Linked DNA regions of Bicyclus anynana: region 2 is linked to region 1. Evidence: chromatin contacts called from public Hi-C data. All regions are on one chromosome and are shown on one strand. Each heading gives the region's core, a stretch centred on a gene start, on an enhancer-like site or on the middle of the called end of the contact. The rest is flanking DNA. Distances are from core to core; before and after follow the strand shown.

Region 1 (5,128 bases), core at 2,350-4,849:
TTATGAGTTTATTTATTAGTTGGATGTTTATTGTTTATAATTTCCGAGGTGGTAGCTGGCAACACCGTCGCTCACCGCGACACGTCGTGACGTCGACTGCAATGGCGGAAGCCATCGCTTTAATATTTGCGTTTAGAAGTTTCAACTACCTCGTACAACTTCGTGACTTGATGTCATTCCAAGTTTCACGTACAAACTTTAAATTATCTGCTTGAATATTAGACGTGTAATTATGAATTACTTGACATCATAGTCTTAATTTTAAGTTTACGCGGTATGAGATAATTTAACCAGTAATTATGATCAATTCATTTACTGTAAGGCTTCACTCTGATAGTGGAAAGATTAAAGTGAAAAGACGAGATTTTTAGCAATTCGGGGATATGATGAAAATCGTGCCAATTGAATCACAGAAATGAACAATTTTCTATTAAGATGAACGAATTTCTGACACAAAAGTCGTCATTTCATCCAAATTGTTGACTAGCTACTTGTTTGTATTTGAATTCGGAATTTTATGCTTCGCAAAAGAATGACTGGTTTGTTAAAAGTTCAGTGCAATTAATTGAAGGAAACATTAAACCTGGTTCAGTTTGTAGCGTGCGACGGTTTTGGTGGCTTTGAGTCGGTTTAAATACTTTTTGGGAGCAAGTGGTGCAAGTCGCGGGCTCGGCATGCAAATCGCGGCTTTGTTTGGGCAACAAATATTTATGTAAATATCAAACTGTTTTAACTTTAACTGAACGTAATTAGTATAGTTCAATTATTAAATTACTTTACTGGACTTTTTGCTCTGGTGTGTGTGCGTTACTTTTGAGCTTGTATCGTTTACCGTTCAGCCATATTTCTCAATACGGATTAATTTTCGAATTTATAATGTCTAAATAGGTTCAGTATGCAGGTGATTGGCAATAGCTCAGTGATACAACTGTATTGATTTAATTTAAACATTTATTGTATCTTTATTGTATCGTAGTCTTCAACGTATCTTAGAAACCAGTCAGGGGTAGTTGAATAATTTCCATCGTCTTCAAGTTATTGCAAGCACGATTGACAATGCAGTGTTGCCAATTTACAACCTTTTGATGTGTAGGTATGTTCATTTTTAAAATTAAAAATTATTAAAAGTCTGCTCGTTACTATGAAATCGATATGCTGCGTACAGGCTGCGATTCAAAGAGATACTATGATGATTATCCTGATAATGAACTAATTAGCAACTTCATAATGTGGCCTGTAATCCGTCAGCTATAGGGATCATTCCAGACTTAATTACAGGGGGAGGGGGGCGCGGCGCGGCGGGAGGGGGAGGTGATTGATGGCGCCGCGATGTGTTGCCGCCGCTTGACGAATTTGTAACGTCGTTTGCGAGTTCATAAACAAAATTAAGGGTGGTAACATTGCAGAGCTTGACACGAGTATACTAGTACACGAGTACACGAGTATACTACTAGTATTCAGTCTGCAACGAAAATACCAAAACTTTCCAATATTCATAATTAAATTCAAAATAATGAAAGACAATCAATAAAAGAATTTCTGACTCGAAAATCGCTACTCGAAATAAATTAGCTCTCGAACCATCACAAAGTGAAGGATCAATTTGGTTTAAATCTAAGATAACAGATTTTTCTATTATTTTCATGAAAGAAGGTACGAGTGAAAAAGGATGCTGGCACAAAAATCGTCCCTTTGAGAAATATTGATTTCCGCCGATTTTATAAACTATTAATTTCAACTATTTCAGATCTGAAGTTAAATTTATACATACCCGACAGCAAACTTACTAACTAGTAGTAAGAACATAATAAATGAAAAGGAGTACATTTATAGGAAGCCATAAGAACCGTTGAAAATAACTCCAATAAATCACAAAGTAAAAAAATACATTAACAAAAGCTACCGAAATGGTAGTTGGTACATTTTCACAACTCATACCGTATATCAACCGTCCACAAAGTGCGGTAAAACTTGGCTGAAAGTAAAAGCTGGTTATATTTCCAATATTCTTACAATTCTTTAGCTACATACTCTTGTCCAAGTTTGAGCATAACTTTAGTTAGTAGTAACTCGATTTTCTACCCTTCATTGGACAGAACACAATATGTTACAGAGAGTAATGTTATTCAAATACGAAGAAACTAATATAGGTTTTTGGGCGCAGGTTTGTTTGTATTCTTTACTTTTTGATTCATAGTTTTATAAAGGACTTCAAAAAAGGAGGAGTTTTCTCATTACAACCGTTCTATACCGTTAAATAAGTCCTACATTCCTGACCTGAGTCATTCATCATCACCATTATGCTGATAATGGTGATGATAAATGACTATTTTAACGGCCCACATCAGGCCTACAGGGCCAGGCCTCCCTTCTTATAGAGGAGGATATGAAGGGCTGACCCACCACGTGCTCCATGCGAGTTGGCGGGTTTCTGAATTGAGTACCGACTACCTAGAGTAGCCTATAATTTTACTTATGCTTTCTACATCGTGTTTATCTATAAAGTAAAAGTTATTTTTATTATTTATTAAATAATTAGTGTATGTAATTATATTTAAATGTTTTTCACGTGTTGATTTCTAATATGTAACGTATACTCTAATATAATTTAGTTAATGGTAATGCGCCATCTAGCGGTGGTTGTCCAATAGCTATACTTTTTCTTACCGACACTAGATGGTACTAGTATGCACGTTGTTATCCTTTACTTGCTTCTTTCCTATACAATTGAATCACATTTTCAAACTCTTTTTATTATGTATTCATTACACATAAGTCTTGTAAATTACATGCTTTGCAGACTTATATCAAAAATATTAATTATTTTTAAAATGCAACTAATTTAATTTTAAGAATATGTTTATTATTTTTACAACTTTAACCACATCCCGTATGGTCTAGTGGCTAGGATACCTGGCTTTCACCCAGGAGGCTCGGGTTCGATTCCCGGTACGGGAAATCTTTTTTCTTAATTTAAGTACTTACCTGGCATAAAGTATAATTTTGTGTGCGTAGACTTTTTCTTCCGCCGTACCAAGAACGAACACTATGTCAGCGGAATCCTGGTCTTCCGAGAGTCTTTGCAGATCTCGTAGGAGTCCAGGTAAGCCCGCGCGTTCGGCAGACACTCCACTGCAGCAGTTATTACTAACTCTATTCGCCATTGTGACTAAGTAAGTCTTGTAAAACTTCACAATTATATCGTCCAAGTTCGCTAGTTTTTCATTTTTTATCACTGGACTTTTTGTTCACTTCACTGTTTATTACGTGTAAGCAAAACAAATCCCTATAATTATCCACATAAAACACTAAATTGACACAAACTATTCTATCTCAGTACATTAGTCACTTCTGTCACTTTCATGTAACTAATTCTCAGTTTCTCGACAACATTTAATCTAATTTTTATTTATAATTCACTAATAACTTGATATAGGTAGAAGCTGAGTTTAAGTTATCAACATAACCTCAAATAAACTTGCCTAAGCTTCGTACGAAACATCAAATTTCAATTTGTACCACGTTTTCCAATTACAAACTGAGCTATAGACAATCTATAGGCATTTTTGCCTCTGTGTCGATGTTACAGGCCCGTGTGTTGAGTTTGAGTACGGTTATAAAGGTTTAAAACTGGTTTATGTTTTTCTCAGGTAAAATGCGGTTCGATGGATATCGCTGTCTTTGTCTTTATGGTTGAAAGATGTGTTACACATTTTTGACCGTTTCTACAAGTGCCTCCGTGGCGCAATTGGCTAGCGCGTTCGGCTGTTAACCGAAAGGTTGGTGGTTCGAGCCCACCCGGGGGCGTATTTTTTGAAATTATTTTGTATATTTGTACTATGGACAATTTAAAAATTAATATTTTTATTTCCCAGTGTAGCTTTATGAAAATTGTGATTGTAGTTTTTAAAATTAAATTACATTTAAGAATCACATCCTATCATGGCGTAGGTATAAAGTAATTTTACATAAAGGATTAATAAATATAAAAAAAACTACATTGATGTGAAAAATCTACTACATTATTTATATGTAGTTGTTAAAGAACTTTTTTACACTGACACATCTTTTTATTATTGTGCCTGCAAAGACAACTGCCATTTTGGTTCAACTTATTTGCAGGGATATATACTCTTGGAAGAACTAATTTACCTGTCCTAATTCTTGATTAATTTGATGGCCTGTTTTGTGACTATTGGGTTAACTTAGTAAAATGAAATGAAAATTGAAATGAAATGAAATGGCATGAAAATTTATTATTTTATAGTTTTAGTGTATTAGTGATGTGCACTGCCATTTTAATTACGTGGGTGTAGTTATCGATAAAATATAAAGTACTAATATACGCTGCCTTCTTCGCCTTACAACAACTGGGTGATGTCTATCTATTATTTATTGAATTCGATATTTTAAAAAGAATAATAATTATTTTAATAGGTAGGTAGTCGTGTTCGCATATTATATCGTGAGCAGCTTGTCGGCTGATTCGCGTGTTCGAACTCCTGCCCGTGCACGGTTCGCAATTTCCGAGCTGTCAGTCTTGAGCGCTTCCTATCCTTACTAGACTTATGTGAGTTTCCCATGTGATAGATCATTTATTACTTTGATAAATAAGTTAATACATTTATCTTATTATTAAGTACAAATATAACGATTTTCAGTAATTCATTTAACATTTAAAACAAGTTAGTGTAGTAGGCACTCAGAATAGAGAAATTAATAATCTGCGACATTATAAATAATTAAAAAGTGGGTAGATAAACGTAATTACTTTTGATAATCTATTGTCTATAAAATATACAATATTTTAATGCATCTTTGTCATCCATTCAAATAATTAATTTGTTAAGTACCCAAAGTAAGGTAAAGTTAAAATTCAGAGTGGAACGTTGTATCTACCTACCTAACTACGAGTAAATAATTAAATTGTATTACGTTACCTTGTTTGCTTTCGCAACCAAGATATACATCCAGAAATAAAACGATACTATATTATTAAATTTCAGCCTGTAAAATATATAAATTTCATTATTTTACAACTGTAATATCTCAAAGAAATTACCCTAAAATATCTATTACAGATCAAAATTATTACCACGAGTTAGAATTTATGTTTTTATCCTAGATA
Region 2 (5,498 bases), core at 2,211-4,710, 240 kb after region 1:
TATTGCCGTCCCTAAAAAAATATTTTCATTTAACGTCTTGTCATTTATCTCAAGGTAAATATCATACATTTTATATCCAAAATGGTTGCTGCCGTAATTAATTATCGCAACATTTTTCAGCGCAACAGTACCTCCAGCAGTCGGGTCTAATAACGCAGCGGCTCACAAAAGAACACAACGCGTAGAATAAACACATAAATATTAAATTATGTTCCTCCGAGGACGACACTAAACGCTTTACTAGAGAGTAGAGTTCGTGACTTCATTTGTGGTGCATTCTACTGATATCAGTAGTCGTGTGTTTTGTTTATCTATTAGAACGAGTTGAAATTAATAGAAAATTTCAAAATGTCAGCCATTTTTGATTTTTATTTTAGAATGTGTTTTTTTATTTAGGTACCTATAATTTGAAAGAAATCAGTGAAAAAATAACAAATTAGCCAGTTAAACATATTAAGTATGTACGTACCTACTACAGAGACATTTTTGAATAGGGAGCTTAAAAGAATTGATGTACTATACGTTAGTTTATTTAAGTATTTTTTATCTGTGGAATGCAAAACCTAGGTAGGTACATCAATTTCAAAGAACTTTGCAATATTGCGTCAGATTCTCGTCTGTTATGATTCAGATTGACCCTAAATGATAACTTTTTTATTAAGATGATAAGTTTCGCACAAAAAATAACTTATTTTACGACGAAAGCATTTCGATAACGCAATATTTTATAATAAACAATGACTATAAATTGAAACAAAATTCAGTCCACCACTCACAAATAGAATCTACCTTAAAGATATAACTAAGTATATAATTTAACTTAAACATAAGTTAAATTGATACCTAGTTGCACTTTTACTATTACGATTATGGTTGCACCAATAAAACAGGATACACAGACCTAACTATTATTATTTGGTAAAAAAGTGTATTTCCCTTGCCTCTTGACCTTTGACTTCTTGGCTGACGACAAACCAAAAGGACTTGAAAAAATTGGGGCTCTCTGACAAAGATGTATATCAGCGTTCGAAGTGACGCTTTTTGCTTGGGAAAACTAACTCCGTATAGGTATTGGGCAAAATGAGAGGAAAAATAAGAAGAAACGTTTGTTTAAATTAAATAATAGGTTAAAGCTTGGCAACTTTGCTCGTAACACTCCCGATGTTTCGCGCAGGGCGGGGGGCGTATAGCGATGAATGAAAAACCCACGACTGATGCACGTCACTTCCCCGCACGCACGATTTCACACCCGCGAAGTCTTTCCCCCTGTCGCCCGCATATCATGGGAGTGTTATCAATGAATTTGCCAGACTATAGTGACGCGCGACGCGAGATCTGTTCATAATCTATGAATAAGTAATAAAGTATACGTATTTACTTAGCACTGTGCCACAGAATAAGTATCTACTTACATAACACCAATATTAACAAAGAATAAAAAACAGTACTTTACATCGGAGATAACATTTTATCCAAAATAAATAGAGAGTAAACTAAGCTCGTCGCCACACTAGTTAGTATATAAAACTCGGCTTGTCTATGGAATATGACAGATGATACCCGGCCATAAACAATAGAGTGGCGATAGGGACGATAACGCGCTGATTTATTGTGTACCCGCGGTCTAAATCAATTACGATGAGGTCCGATACGCGCCGCCATTTTGAATGTTTATATTTTATTTTGGTTATCGCGATGGTGAATAGTTTTTCGATTGGTTTGGAATGAGATGTTTGTTTTTATATGTTTTTATTTTAGCTGTATCACTCATGTCTGTCTTACCTTACCTGCTAATTTGTGTCCGTTTTCCAAACTGGTTACCTATGGAGTTAAAATTTCAATGCCTGAGCATTTAATTTGTAATGTAAAAAAAATTAAAACATTTGTAATGGCTGAGCGAGGGAACGCATCATTAGATTTACATTCGTTATCTCTGTAGTTTTCAAATAGCCAAGATAATCCACCAACAGCTTGCTCTTCAGTAAGGTCTTATTGATTCTGAGATGCCTTGCTTTATGTACGACCCAGCGTCAGTTCTTGAAAATAGCAGTGCATTGCTCTATTGGGACCGAACGATTTCACTGACAGGTATATTGTTGCCAATAGACCTGTTAAAGTACTAGTCAATCGGTCAGTGCGTTATGCAATAAGTATTGATATACCTGTTCCATATGACGATAATCTGGTTAAAGCTTAGAAGGAAAAAAGTATCAAAATTTCTCACGAGATTACCGCCATCTGGAATGTTGAGTCAACTATTATTATCATTGCATTATTGTTCCGATAGTTTTTTCAGTCAATGGTCTTATAGCGAAAAGCTTCGACCAACATCTTAAGAAGCTTTCACTTAACTGTTGGATCAAGAGTCGGATACAGAAGGCAGTGATTCTGGAGACGGCGCTATTGTGAGGAGGTTCCTCACTCTAGATAGAGCCATGAACGCCGGTTGCTTTGGCACTCAAATGTCCCGCAGCGCTAGGGTTTATTTTTTTATTTTTAATAGTGTTTTGTATTATATTTTTGTATAAACATTGTTAAAAATTAAAAAAAGGACAAATAAGTAAATGAAAGATTAAAAATTAATTTAATATCAATATAAGTATATTATATACAATATATAATATCTAAATGTCCTCTGGCTGGCTGGTCTGGCTTCCCTCATTATAGGAGAGGGAATTGGATATACACCCATCACACTGCTTTATTGTGGATTGACGCCGCAAACTTGGCGGGTTTGTTAATTAATGTTCTAAATGCACTCGAACCTAGGTATATATAACTGCTAGTTATAAAAGCTTATAAAGCCTTAAAGTTCCTTTGTTTAGAGTAGGTTCCTCTCAAAAAGATAAAAAAGCAAAAAAATGTAGCCGACGCCGTCCCTTCAATATCGCTTCGAACTTGCAAAGGGATAAAGTAATCAAAGACTTTCTTCATTGATCTCTATCCCCCCAGTAGATATCGAGGAAAAAAACTCTACAAACTTTAATAGAAATTTTCACAGACTACGGATAAGGTACAATCGCCTTTTTAAAATTGCTAGATTTTTACATTTTTCCACTTACTTAGCTGCTCAAACAAACTGTAATTATTTCCCCCCGTTTTTCCCATTTTTCCCGGTTCAACGTACCTACCTAACGCTGTGCACACACTAATTTCCGTCGGAGACGGAATTTAAAATTCGATAGCCGTAAATTGAATCCGGACATTGAAAGAGCGGATTCGATAAAGCGCGGAGAGCACGAGCAAACGTTTGACTACGATAATTCGAAAACGCCTTCCTAATTCCAGAACACGGGAATGGCTGCATAATTATTTAGAAAATTTCAAACGCTCGGCGCTCCTGCGAGTTTGTCTAGAGGACAAGAGGCGCCATCTATTGACGGGGTATACCGAAACAGTCGTGACATCAGTTCGCCCCCGCGCGTCCCCCCTCGGCTACACCGCGCTCCCTCGTTCATTCACTCGTCTCAGTCCGCCGCAATCCACCCGGTCAGTCCCTCTCCGCGCTTCTTGACAGCGTGTTGTGTAGTTGGTTACGTACGCTTTCGTAAATATCGCTATTCGCTATCATTTGTTTCAAACAATCGCCCAGCTGACTGTGACCCAACAATAACTCACTTCCAAAACGTTATCGGATTCTGTCGAAGTCGTTTCACCTGTAAATTAAGTGAGAACAACGGCGGAACAGTGAAGAAATCTTCGGTGTCTGAATGTAAAAATATAACGCGTCGCAGAGGACGGTTTCCAGTGTGTGACTGATCGATACTTTTAAATGATAACATGGATTCAATTAGGTTTTGTTTAAGACGACGGTGAAGTTTTGGTGTGTTCGAAATACATGTGTAGTGTTGTGTTAGCTGCTGCTTGGAAAACGGTGAGTTCGGTTATCGAATATCGATTTGACGTATTAGATGATAAGCCAGGATTTGTTTTGTTGATAAGTTGCGGGCTAGATTGGGCAATATACACGGGTATCTTGCAGCGGTGCAAGGCGATTACGATCGATCGAAGGAACGCCGTCGGAAGGTCGTGCCATTCTGTCTTGGCTAAACGTTATCTCTACAACCGTAAATTGTTTGCATTGTTTTCTTTTGTTTACATAGCACTTTGACTGTGATAAAACTTGAGAATTTGCCTCGTATCACGGAAAAATCAGTTAAACATCAACACTGTTTATCGTGAATCTAATGATAAAATTAATACCTAATTAGTGGACTTGTTAAGAGTTCTATATCCCTCTACTGTTACTGTAATGTCTATGGTCTTCGTAAAACACATTTTCGAATTGTTGATTGATAAAGATGTAACGCGGCTGCAATAAGTAATATTATTGAGGTACGCGAGAAATCAAACTGAAAATAGATATAGATACATAAATATATTATACACATTTAAACGACGGATCCAGCTGAATTTCATTTCCAAAAAATCTCAATAAAAACAAAAATTTGTTTAGTAGGTAGGTATCTAGACTTGCACTCAAGAATATCGTAAATAGACATCTACAGACAGGAATAAAAAATACGTTAATAAAATAAAAAGCTGAAGAATAATTTACACAAATTAATAACCTACCCTACTTAATATTTTTTGCTAATGAAATACCTATCATTGACCTAAATCACAAAACAAGGGTGCGTTTATCACACAGCACAGATAACTTTTTTAAAAAAAAGCAACTGTTGAGTTTCTTGCCGGTTTCTTTTCAGCAGAACCGGTGGTAGAATCTTTACAAATGGTCAACTTACGTGTCAAAAGTGCTTCTAAACTGAGCCTACTTGAAATAAATGTTGATAAAAGATCAGCACCTGTAGTCAAACAAAGTACAAAGTCTGACGCTTTCTGGAAACAAATTTAAACATTTTTCAGAAAAAAATATACTCATATGGACACCGAGCTATCGAATAACTCAGCAAACCGCTTGCTTCTGTAAACTGTAATTTATTTTTCTTTGAAAGTTACCACTGCAGTGTAAACCAGCGTTTCACAATAGCAGTAAACTGTAAAGTATAGTAGAAACTCTATAACATTTAATTTCATGAAAATAAGGTCGTGGGTCGTTTCGTTCCCGCGAGAATTACGCGCCGAGAAAAATAAAATTTTGTTTATGCCCAAACAACCGGATACGCTGCAAAGGAACAAACTTGACTTGTACACTGCAACTCGGGACACCATGCTCACTGTGCCTCTGGGATAGTCCTAGCTATTGTTTATTATTTATGCATTGTATATAAAATATTATTAATTTTACATACCTATTACTCCATGGTTATGTATCGCAGGTTTTATTTTTGCCATTATTTTACGTGCTGTTAAAAATATCTATTTATAGCGCATTATTATTAAAAATGTATATTTACAGCGTGCCTAAATAAAAAAAGTATTATTAATTTTACTCAAACTCAGTGTTTTAATTTTTTAAACCTTAGAAGGGTAAACGGATTTACAAAAGCTGTGCTGTAATTTTAGATCGCAATGATCTAAAAAAATCACTTTGC

Evidence for each region. A called contact is a pair of places that touch in the nucleus more often than the background predicts.
Region 2: a Hi-C map of whole larva shows a contact between it and region 1, with 3 times the contacts expected there. The contact joins the promoter of LOC112043399 here to the promoter of LOC112043413 in region 1. A contact is called at or near these places in 2 of 2 Hi-C or Micro-C datasets (whole body and whole larva).

What each region holds. Positions count from the first base shown.
Region 1 is chr15:332,413-337,540 of ilBicAnyn1.1, forward strand. LOC112043413 (BTB/POZ domain-containing protein 19) reads right to left here and starts at 3,600. Exons shown (of 10, transcript XM_024078814.2): 1 at 2,986-3,600. The coding sequence starts at 3,164. It overlaps Trnae-uuc (transfer RNA glutamic acid (anticodon UUC)), which reads left to right and starts at 2,887; the gene lies at 2,887-2,958. It overlaps Trnan-guu (transfer RNA asparagine (anticodon GUU)), which reads left to right and starts at 3,734; the gene lies at 3,734-3,807.
Region 2 is chr15:572,714-578,211 of ilBicAnyn1.1, forward strand. It overlaps LOC112043399 (frizzled-2), which reads left to right and starts at 3,461. Exons shown (of 2, transcript XM_052885856.1): 1 at 3,461-3,874.